Linked DNA regions of Mus musculus: region 2 is linked to region 1. Evidence: chromatin contacts called from public Hi-C data. All regions are on one chromosome and are shown on one strand. The core of a region is the stretch at or near the end of the contact, and the rest is flanking DNA. Distances in the headings are between cores, read along the strand shown.

Region 1 (4,499 bases), core at 546-3,045:
GGAGCCACTGAGGGGTTCTGATAAGGCCTCGAGCTTCAGTGTGGTGGTGCACTGACAGTAGACAGCAACCATGCCAGGAGAACTATATGCGGGTCCTGCCTCCCGGTGTCACAGCAGGTCTGGGTTTGTTCTGTTCCAGGTCTGGAGACCGATGCCCCCTGGGACCGCCCCCCCCCCCCCCGTAGGAGTCAGGCAACATCCCACCTAGCGCTGCACAACTGCAGGGCAGAGGAGGCGAACAGTGAACTCCAACGGCTCTCAGTCTTCAGCCCTCTCTCTGGGTCCTCAGACACGGGCTGCTAGAGCTGGGGCTGGGAGCATCCTAAAGGGTCCTGCCCGAGGAGCCCTTGGAAGTCAGTGGACCCTTCAGTAGGCGGGGCCTATCTGAAGTTTGTCTTTGGGAGGGCGTGTCCTCAGAGCCGCTAAGGGATCTCTTTCTCTTTGATTCTTGGCTCCCACGAAGGTAGTGGCCTTCTGTGCCCCACACTCCTACCATGACCTCTGTGTTGCCACAAAATAATCGGACCAACCAATGGTGGGTGGCGACCTTCCAAAAGCACGGGCAAGGCTTCTCTCCTTTAAGCTGGTCATCTCAGATTTTTGTTTGTTTGTTTGTTTTTGCCGCTATAGTGGAAATCTAGCGAACTCAGGGACATCCCCCTGTGGCGGGAGTTAAAGTGTTTTACTCTCCTTTCTGTTGCTATGATAAGATATCCTGACCCTCCCGCCGCCCCCCCCCCCCCAAAAAAAAAGCAACTTAGGGGAAAAGGGACTCATTTGGCTTGCCTTTGCAGGTTATAGTCCATTTTTGCAGGGAACTCCTGGAACCAGGGAACATGAAAGCAGCACACCCACCACCAGGAGCAGGGGGAAAATAAACAGATCCTTTCTCAATGGCTGCTCTGCTCTGCCAACTTCCTTCACTCATATACCGTGGGACTCCGCTCATGACATAGAGCCACCTGCATTCGGGTTGGGCCTTCCCACCTCAGTTAATAAAGATAAGCTCTCCACACACATGCCCTCAGGCCAACCTGACCTTGACCGTCCTCACCCGAGACTCCCTTCTCCGATTCCAGGTCATGGCAAGCTGGCTTTAAAACCAACCGTCACGGCACCCTGCCGTCTCTTCAGACTGGCGACCCTTAGCCTGTGGTCTCAAGCATGCCTGGCCCGACAGAGTGAGGGGGACTCTGAGCCCCTCCGAAGCAGAGTGTCTACTTGTAGGATGCAGTCAGTGCCTGTCCAGGACACGGAGCCATCCCACAGTTCTGGGGGCATCAAGGAACTTTAGCTTCCTTAGACTTGATGCTGCTTTCTGCAGCAGGTGGCTTGTAAGTCAGAAATAACAGAATGGGGAGACACCAGGCAATGGGTACAGCAGGGACTAAGCCGTGGCTGTATCTCCTCACAGGCATGTGCCGTGGCCTCCAAATCCTAGTGTTTCTAGGCTTAAAGTACAGCACTACCTCCCTCGGCCCTTTGGATGTCTTACAGCTCACAAGGCTTCCAAGGTCTTCTAGGGAGTGTCAGCACAGTGCTGAGGAGACCAGGCGGGTAGCTGAGCCCCAGGACACCAAAGCACTGGGAACAGTGTCAGGAGAGGAGCGTCCACACCCGTCTCTTCCTCTCCCACACACCTGTCTTCATCGCCTCTCCAGGATTTTTCTTCCCGAACAACAGCTGGGCATGTGAGGCCAGCCCCAGAGAAAGTTAAAGCTATGATCCTCACCTACAAGGGGCTGAGGAGAGTAACCTCTCCTCCGTGGGTGGCGGATGTCACTTGGGTGTAGGCACCGATCTCTACATGGGCATGACTTCCTGGTACTGAAGGCAGGGTAGAGAAGTCTCTCTTGTAGTGATGGAAAGAAAGCAATGTGAGCTTCAGAGACCGCTCTGAACAGAGAGCAGAGAGGCCAAGCCTACTTAACTGGAGGAAAGAGGTCCTCTGTCTTAGTGTCAGAGTTGGAAGATCTGCCCTGAAGCAAACACGAGGGAAACTGATGCCCAGGGTGGGGCCTCTGCTGCACAAGGCTGGACAGTGACCTCAGCCTTAAGATCCATGCGTGCGCTGTCCTCAAAGCAACAGGAACTTTAAGGGGTTGATTGCTGCTGAGGCAGGTCCAATCTAATCACAAGTGGCTTATAAGAGGGATGGAGGATAAGTTAGAGCCAGTGATGTGACAAAGGGATGAGAGGTGGTCTGTGAAGGTGGGGGAAGGGGTTACAGGCCAAGGCATCTATTAGATACTAAGAAAGACAAGGAAGTGGGCTTTCCCCCAGAGCCTTGGCCTGTAGATGCCTGACTTTAGGCCAGTAATGTTGAAATTGAACTTCCAGCCTCCAGAACTGGAGGGAAACCAATGCTTGCTGTTTCTAGCCATTTAATCTGTGGCCATGGCGATCACTGGAGATTTACACTTGCTGAGGGCTACAGAAGGAGCCAGGGCCAGATCTTCTCAATGAGACCAGCTCTCAGGAATGGATGCCCTGGGGCCTCTGGGAGATGTGTGCGTGTGTCAGAGAGAAGAGAGACCATGACTTCTTCACGCATCAAGAGATTCTTCTGGGCAGATGACCCTCCAGAGGCACGGCAACATTTTTCTCTCCAGGAAAAAATAACTCAGTGTGTATCAAGAACTCAGTGTCTCACACGCACACATGGAGTCGTGGGTCCCCGGGAGACACAAGCTCTGTCATTCTCTCCAGGCCTCTTTAATTTCCTTGGGGGCAGGCAGGGAGCAGGGCTAAGGACTATGGACTCCTGGTGACATCTGGAATTCTCCAACGCTCCTAGGGGTCCTGTGGAGTTGGCCCTCCTCTCCAGTGTTTCCTGCTTCCATGCAGTCTCTGGGAGGATTTGACACATTTCCTAGCTGGGGAGCATGGTTGGAATTTCCAGCCGGCTTCCAGATGTGGCGCTGACTGGGCTGGAAGATGCTTTTTTGAAAAGCATCTGGGAAGCCAGGGGTCCCCCAGCGCCAACCTAGGCTGTTGTGCATGTCCTTCTTCCTCACGCTGTTATGTGGTTGGGCTTTCCATGGGGGAGCTCATGGGTAGGGTTTCACCATGTGAAGAAGGGTGTAGCCTGCCAGCTTCAGGCCCGTAGTCCAAAGGTGGTCTAGCACAGCAGGTCAGAGGGGCCAAGGCTGATTAAAAAAAAAAAAAAAAAAAAAAAAAAAAAAAGACTAGAAGGAGCATGGATGGAGTGGGCTGGCCAGGGTGAAGAGAGGGGAGGGGTCCAGGAGTCAATACCCAGTAATAATGAGTTTCTGGCCCTGGGCTGCTGGACAGCAAGATAAAGGGGAGCCCCTTCACTGGTTAGAGCTGGTTCCTAGTGCGTGGGACAGTTCGGTTCCCTAGACAGCATTGCCAAGGTCAGAGAATCCTCAACAAAGGAGTGTTCTCAGCTTGGGAGGGTTCAGGCAAGACACGGGAGGATTAAGAATGTCACAGGGCTGGAGAGATGGCTCGGTGGGTCCTTGCCAGAGGTCTTGAGTTCAGTTCCCAGAGCCCATTTCAGGTGGCTCATAACCACATGTAACTCCAGGCCCAGGGGATCTGCTGCCCTCTTCTGGTGTCTGTGGTTAATTGCATTCATGTGTACTTACACCCACACAGACGGACACACAGACACATAATTAAAAATTTAAAAACTAAAAAAAAAAAAAAAAAAAAAAACCCGAAAAAAAAAAAAAAAGAAAAGAAAAGTCCCTTCTAACTCCCAGCCATGCCTGTTAGGATAACCCTGTAATAGTCAGCTAATTAGGAGGCTGAGGTAAGAGGATTGCAAATTCAAGGCCAGCCTGGGCTACAATGGTGACTTCAAGACTAGTTTAGGCAACTTAGTGAGACCATCTTAAAATACAGACTAGGTGTTTGAACCCTTGTCTGGCATGTATCAGGTCTTGGGTTCCATGCCTATTAACTCCAAGAAGGAGAAAGAGGAAGAAGAGGAGGAAGGGGAGGGAGAAGAGGAAGAGGAGGAAGAAAAGGAGAAAGGAGGAAGAGGAGGAGGAGGAGGAAGAAGAAGAGGAGGAGGAGGAGGAAGAAGAAGAGGAGGAGGAGGAGGAAGAAGAAGAGGAAGAGGAGGAGGAGGAGGAGGAGGAGGAGGAAGAAGAAGAAGAAGAAGAAGAAGAAGAAGAAGAAGAAGAAGAAGAAGAAGAAGAAGGTGTCGTTCCCTCTGTCAGCCATTCTCTTTGATACTCAGATACTCAGAATAATATACTCCACCTGAAAGATGTCCCTATCCCAGTCCCCAGAACCTGCGCACACATCACCTCACAGGCAAAATGGGCTTTGCAGGTGTAATTACATTAAGGCTCTGAAGTAGGAATATTGTCAAGATTATGTGTGTGTATGTGTATGTCGTGTGGGGGGGGGGGTCCCCCTGCTGTCACAAAGGTTCTCAGGAGAGGTCAGCAAGCGAAGGCTGCAGGGAGGGCTCTTGGGAGCAGTGGGGAGTGTCTGAAGGTGCTGCTGGTGGCTGACTTGAAGAC
Region 2 (4,499 bases), core at 1,369-3,868, 270 kb before region 1:
CCCGAAGGTGAAACGTAAGGTAGATCTGTGGTTTCGTCTTCATGGCTTGGTTGTTTATATATTCAGTAAAGATTTATTGAATACCTACTATATGCTATTGTGTCATCGTCAGAACAGTAAGTCTGACAACATCAAGACCAGAAAGTAGACAGTCCCAATGGAGCGTGCTAGGTGACGGGTGACACATGGCAGGGCCATCAGTTTAAAGTGGAGAAATCAGGGCCAGCACCACAGGGCAGGTAGCAGTTAACAGAGGCTGACAGTAGTTAATCAGGCATGGGGAAGGAGTTTCTTAGGCAGAGAACATGGTAGTATAAGGTGGAGGGGAAGGTGCCAGCCTGGGAACAGGAAGTTGTGGGTCAGACCAAAGTGCCACCTCAGTGGTTCTCAGCACTTTACCCACTTGAAATTAATGAGGGTACCGAGCAGGCTTTACCTTTCAGTATTTACTTAGACAGTAGAAATGAGAGAATATCAAGACATAAGAACCCAAAGCCATACTCCTTTATCACCGGGGAAGACATTCTCACAATCCTTAAACGCAATAAGCTTAACTGCACATGATGAAGGAAAAGTAAAGGAAGCCACCATCTTAGCATCATTTTAAAGTAGCTTGATCCCATGGGGCTCCTAAAAAGACACACACCCACCCGCCGCCGGCTCTCAGTTCAGAACTGAGTGGGCCTCAGATCCTTTGTGCTTTACAGCTTTCTGTAATTGCTTTTGTTGGGAGGCGAGAAGTGTTGGAGTTCAGAGATGTACTCCCAGGCACCTAGGTGGCCGTCAGAGGGCAGCCCCAGAGGTCAGTCCTCACCTTCTTCCTTGTTTGAGAGGCTCTCTGCTCTGTACACCAGGGTGCTGGCCTGCAAGCTTTCAGGGGTTCTTCCCTTCGGGTTGTACCTCCGGATTTTTACCTTTGGACTGGGTATTCATTTTAGGTCCTCATCTTGTATGGCAAGTATTTTACCCACAGTACCATATCTCCCATCTCATGTGGTTCTTATTATAAAGCCTTAAGCATTTAGAGCCTTTGGGTCCTCTCTTCATTCCTATGTTAAAGAGAAGAAGCACAGGTTATCCTAGCCTTGGAAACAGGCCATAAAGGCCCAAAGATCATCATTGGTTTAAATAAAACAAGTTAGGTTTCTTTCTGTCGGTCTATCTGCCTTTCTTTCTTGCTTTCTTTTTTTCATTTTGTTTCTTTTCTTTCTTTTTCTTTTTCTTCCTTCCTTCCTTCCTTGCTTTCTTGCTTTCTTTTTTGTAACAAAAAACAATCTCATAGCATTTATTGTCTCCTGATAATAACACAAGGACTTCTAAAAAATATTAATAAATCTTTCAGACTGTGCTAGCAGAAAACACCTTTAAAACCACTGTACTGCTTTCTCAATTTCTCCCATGCTTGACCATTTCTAGTTGGAAACACTTTCTTCTATATCATTTAGTACAAGGTTCATGTACTCGTCAAAGCCAGTAGCACAACCCTCTGTCAGCACACTGACTTGCGCACAGAGCCACACCTGAATCAAAGACCTATTTTGCAACTTTCTGAAGATCAGGTTGATGGGGCCGTACTGCCACCTTCTGTACCTCATGGCCCTGGTCAAGATACACTGGTGGGAGTCACAGGGACCACCACAAGAGTAGAAAGGTTGCCTCAGAAATCCCAAGTCAGAGCTGTTGGCCCCCAACTCTGCTGCTGTTTCAAAGGAAACAGACTAGTGACAAGGAAAAGAGCAAAACTGAGTCTTGAAAATGTACACTGTGGGAGTTAGAGTGCCCACAACATGAAAGGTTACAGCCATGCTGCTGGCTGGGTTCTTTCAGCAGTGTAGGTAAGTGGGGCCATTCCTTCCTTTCTCCGCTTGTGCTGGTGGGCCGCTTAGGTGCCTCCTCCATGGCGGGCCCTGGCTGTTGCACCAAAGTGCAAGAAAGGCTTACTGGGGGAGGGAGTCACAGTGTGGGGGCTGGGTGTTCACTGTGTGGTTGGACAGACCTTGTAGTTCCTAAGGCTACTTCACCTGGTGGGAAAGGAGTCAAAGGTGCTCGGGTCCTTGGGTCTGCAGTGCTGTCAGTGAGCATCTAAAGGGTGGAGACAGGCAGGGAGGAGTCTTCCTTGGTAGATTCTTTACAGAGAGCTGCCTTTGAAGCCAGCAAATACTTGCCTTTGGAAAAGAGATGCTAAGAGCCTGAAAGGAGTGATACTCTCCACGGGACCTTCAGAGCCAGCTAAGTAAACACAAAACTCTTCGGTTTTCGAGAGCAGGAAATCATTTTGTAATCAGAAAACAAATTCTTTCAGAGAATATTTTCTTGAATTATACATTGACTTCTTTGAAGATGTTTACATAAACATATCACACCCCAGAGTGTTTCTTCAGTATACCTTAAAGACAAAAATGTGCTGACCCTTGAGTTTCTGGCTCTGGGAAAGATTCAAATTATAGGGTGTGCATAACTGGGACTTGTGAGTTCCTTTCCTGATCATCCAGAGCCAGAGGCTCAGCGTGACAGTGCTGAGGTGGGTGGAAGTGATGCATGCTGGGAAGGTGAGATATAGTTCAGCAGGTTCTGAAGAGCCCAAGGTAACCACAGGAAGTCTCAGTGGAGGCAGCAGAGCCATGGAGCTTACAGTGATCACTCAGAGCAACACTGGCAGGTCCACCCCTCTGTGAAGTAGAGTGAACTGTTTTACTGCCACAGCTCTTCATGTTAGGAACTTAATGTTATTACTAGGTCACTTGCCCCTCCTAAGAGCTGGCAGTGCCATTCAGAAAGTTCTCTTGTTGAGACCAAGTTTGGCCAACAACTCCAAGGAAAGCTTTGTTCTGATTCTTACGTATTTAACTAACATTTTGATATTTCATAAAGAAGTGTACAGCATCTGAGGGGAGAGTTTGAATTTTGGGTTTGTTCATCCACCACGTCTTTTACTCAAGTTTCTGATGGTATAATATCAAATATAAAAGGTAAAAGAAAGCTTGTTCATAAAGCTCGCAGTTAGATGGAGCTTGTTGGGCGTGAGAAAACCATTTGTGTATTTATTTGAATGGTCTAGACAAGTTTTGTCTTCAATCTAAACAATCACTCTGGTGCCACCGCACCTCGGTGTGAGAGACAAGCAAGCTGCGCTTCCCTAGTAATTGACATCAACTTTGCTTTTCTGTTCAGTTCTTTTTTTCTCCCCGATTTGGAGACTTGATTTCTCCATCTTGAGAATTCTGAGTTCTAAGAGAAAGGGAAAGAGAGAGAGATGTCTTTCCTATCCATGGAGCTCAGAGGCGGGGCTGCCTGCTTGTACAGTACAGTGTATTAACCATACATAGATGACTTTGGATGGCCTAGGACGTCAGCCTAGTTTACCATGGAAGTAAAGGTAACCTTTGATTTTATTCATGCTCAAGCATTCAAGCCTGCAAAGTAGCAAGACTAGAGCCCTTCAGTCATCCACTCCCTTCCCAGTCAAAGGGAGAGGTGTACTTCACTCTAAAGCCCATGGCTCTTTTTATAATGTGCTTCCTCCCTGCAGTTGACAAGAGTAACAGCTTTCATGACTAGGGTAGTTAAGCCAAGAGTCCATCTCTTTTCTTATGTTACCTGTTACTGGTTGATTGGTCTCCTTACATTGAGCGTGTTGTAATTGGTCAACATTGGAACAGAGTCCGCCAGCGTTAGAGATTGTGTGGATCGTTACTAAAGGTCAGGGACTAACATGGAAAAGACTCATCGGACCTTCCCTGCCTCCACTCCTCTCTCTCCCCCTTCTCTTTGTTTTTCTGCATAAGTCTCCTTGCTGGAACACCAGGGTTTTCTCCAACTGCTCAGTCACAGTGCTCACACCCTCTCTTCCTGAGCCTTGGACTTGAGCAGTTCTGGATCTAGGAAGTGGTGAGGCTGCAAGGACATGGTGACGACTGAGTTTAACTCAGCAAACACAGTGTGCCTGCCCTGCTCTAGAGGTGCTGGAAGTCAGGGGAGTAGTTTGCCCCGTGGGGTTTTTTCTCCCAATGTTGAGGGGCTGGGGTTTGAGGTCCAAAGCACACTAAGCTCTCTGTGGGCAGGGGCAGCGGGGTGAGTAAAGCTGGGGTGAAAAACAGACAGCCAGATGACTGTGGACTTGAAAGAAGAAAAAAATGAGGTGGTCTCTGCTTGAGTCAGGATCTCGCAAAGATGGGAGCAGCGGAGTGGGACTGGGTCATCAAGAACAGCTTGAGAACTGAAGGCACAGGGTGATCGCGAATGGCTCTCTAGAAAAGGAAAGCAGAAACCTAGGGAGCAGTAAAGGTGAACCAGTTTGCCTAAGTGTGTAACGCAGCTGCTGGTCAGGGGCTGGGACCAGACACCATCCTTCATTGCTTTCCCTAGACCCCGGCAATAGAAGGAAGGAAAAAGTCCAGGAGACAGACAGCTTTGCCCGAGTACTTACAATTAAATATAATTTAAGAGTTATTTCCATCTTTTAAAAGCATGCGCATTGTAGTCATTCTTTGCTTTAAGAA

What was found. Hi-C and Micro-C count contacts between places; a contact is called where the count stands out from the background.
Region 2: a contact with region 1 is called in a Hi-C map of CD8 T cells, with 6 times the contacts expected there. The contact joins two enhancer-like sites. A contact is called at or near these places in 2 of 484 Hi-C or Micro-C datasets (CD8 T cells and rod photoreceptor), 2 of 115 datasets of contacts at active chromatin or transcription factors (effector CD8 T cells and regulatory T cells) and 1 of 9 other capture datasets (liver).

Annotation. Positions count from the first base shown.
Region 1 is chr17:84,029,952-84,034,450 of GRCm38.p6, reverse strand. All of the region lies in intron 4 of Gm35551 (a long non-coding RNA gene), which reads left to right. Among named protein-coding and RNA genes, the nearest start is that of 8430430B14Rik, 34 kb to the right of the region's middle. Within about 2 kb of position 1,795, at least 48 of the 459 cell types and tissues checked have an H3K27ac peak or open chromatin away from gene starts, as enhancers often do. A contact at or near this core is called in CD8 T cells and regulatory T cells, where this site is marked.
Region 2 is chr17:84,304,435-84,308,933 of GRCm38.p6, reverse strand. All of the region lies in intron 29 of Thada (thyroid adenoma associated), which reads left to right. Among named protein-coding and RNA genes, the nearest start is that of Gm24492, 19 kb to the right of the region's middle. Within about 2 kb of position 2,618, at least 48 of the 459 cell types and tissues checked have an H3K27ac peak or open chromatin away from gene starts, as enhancers often do. A contact at or near this core is called in CD8 T cells and regulatory T cells, where this site is marked.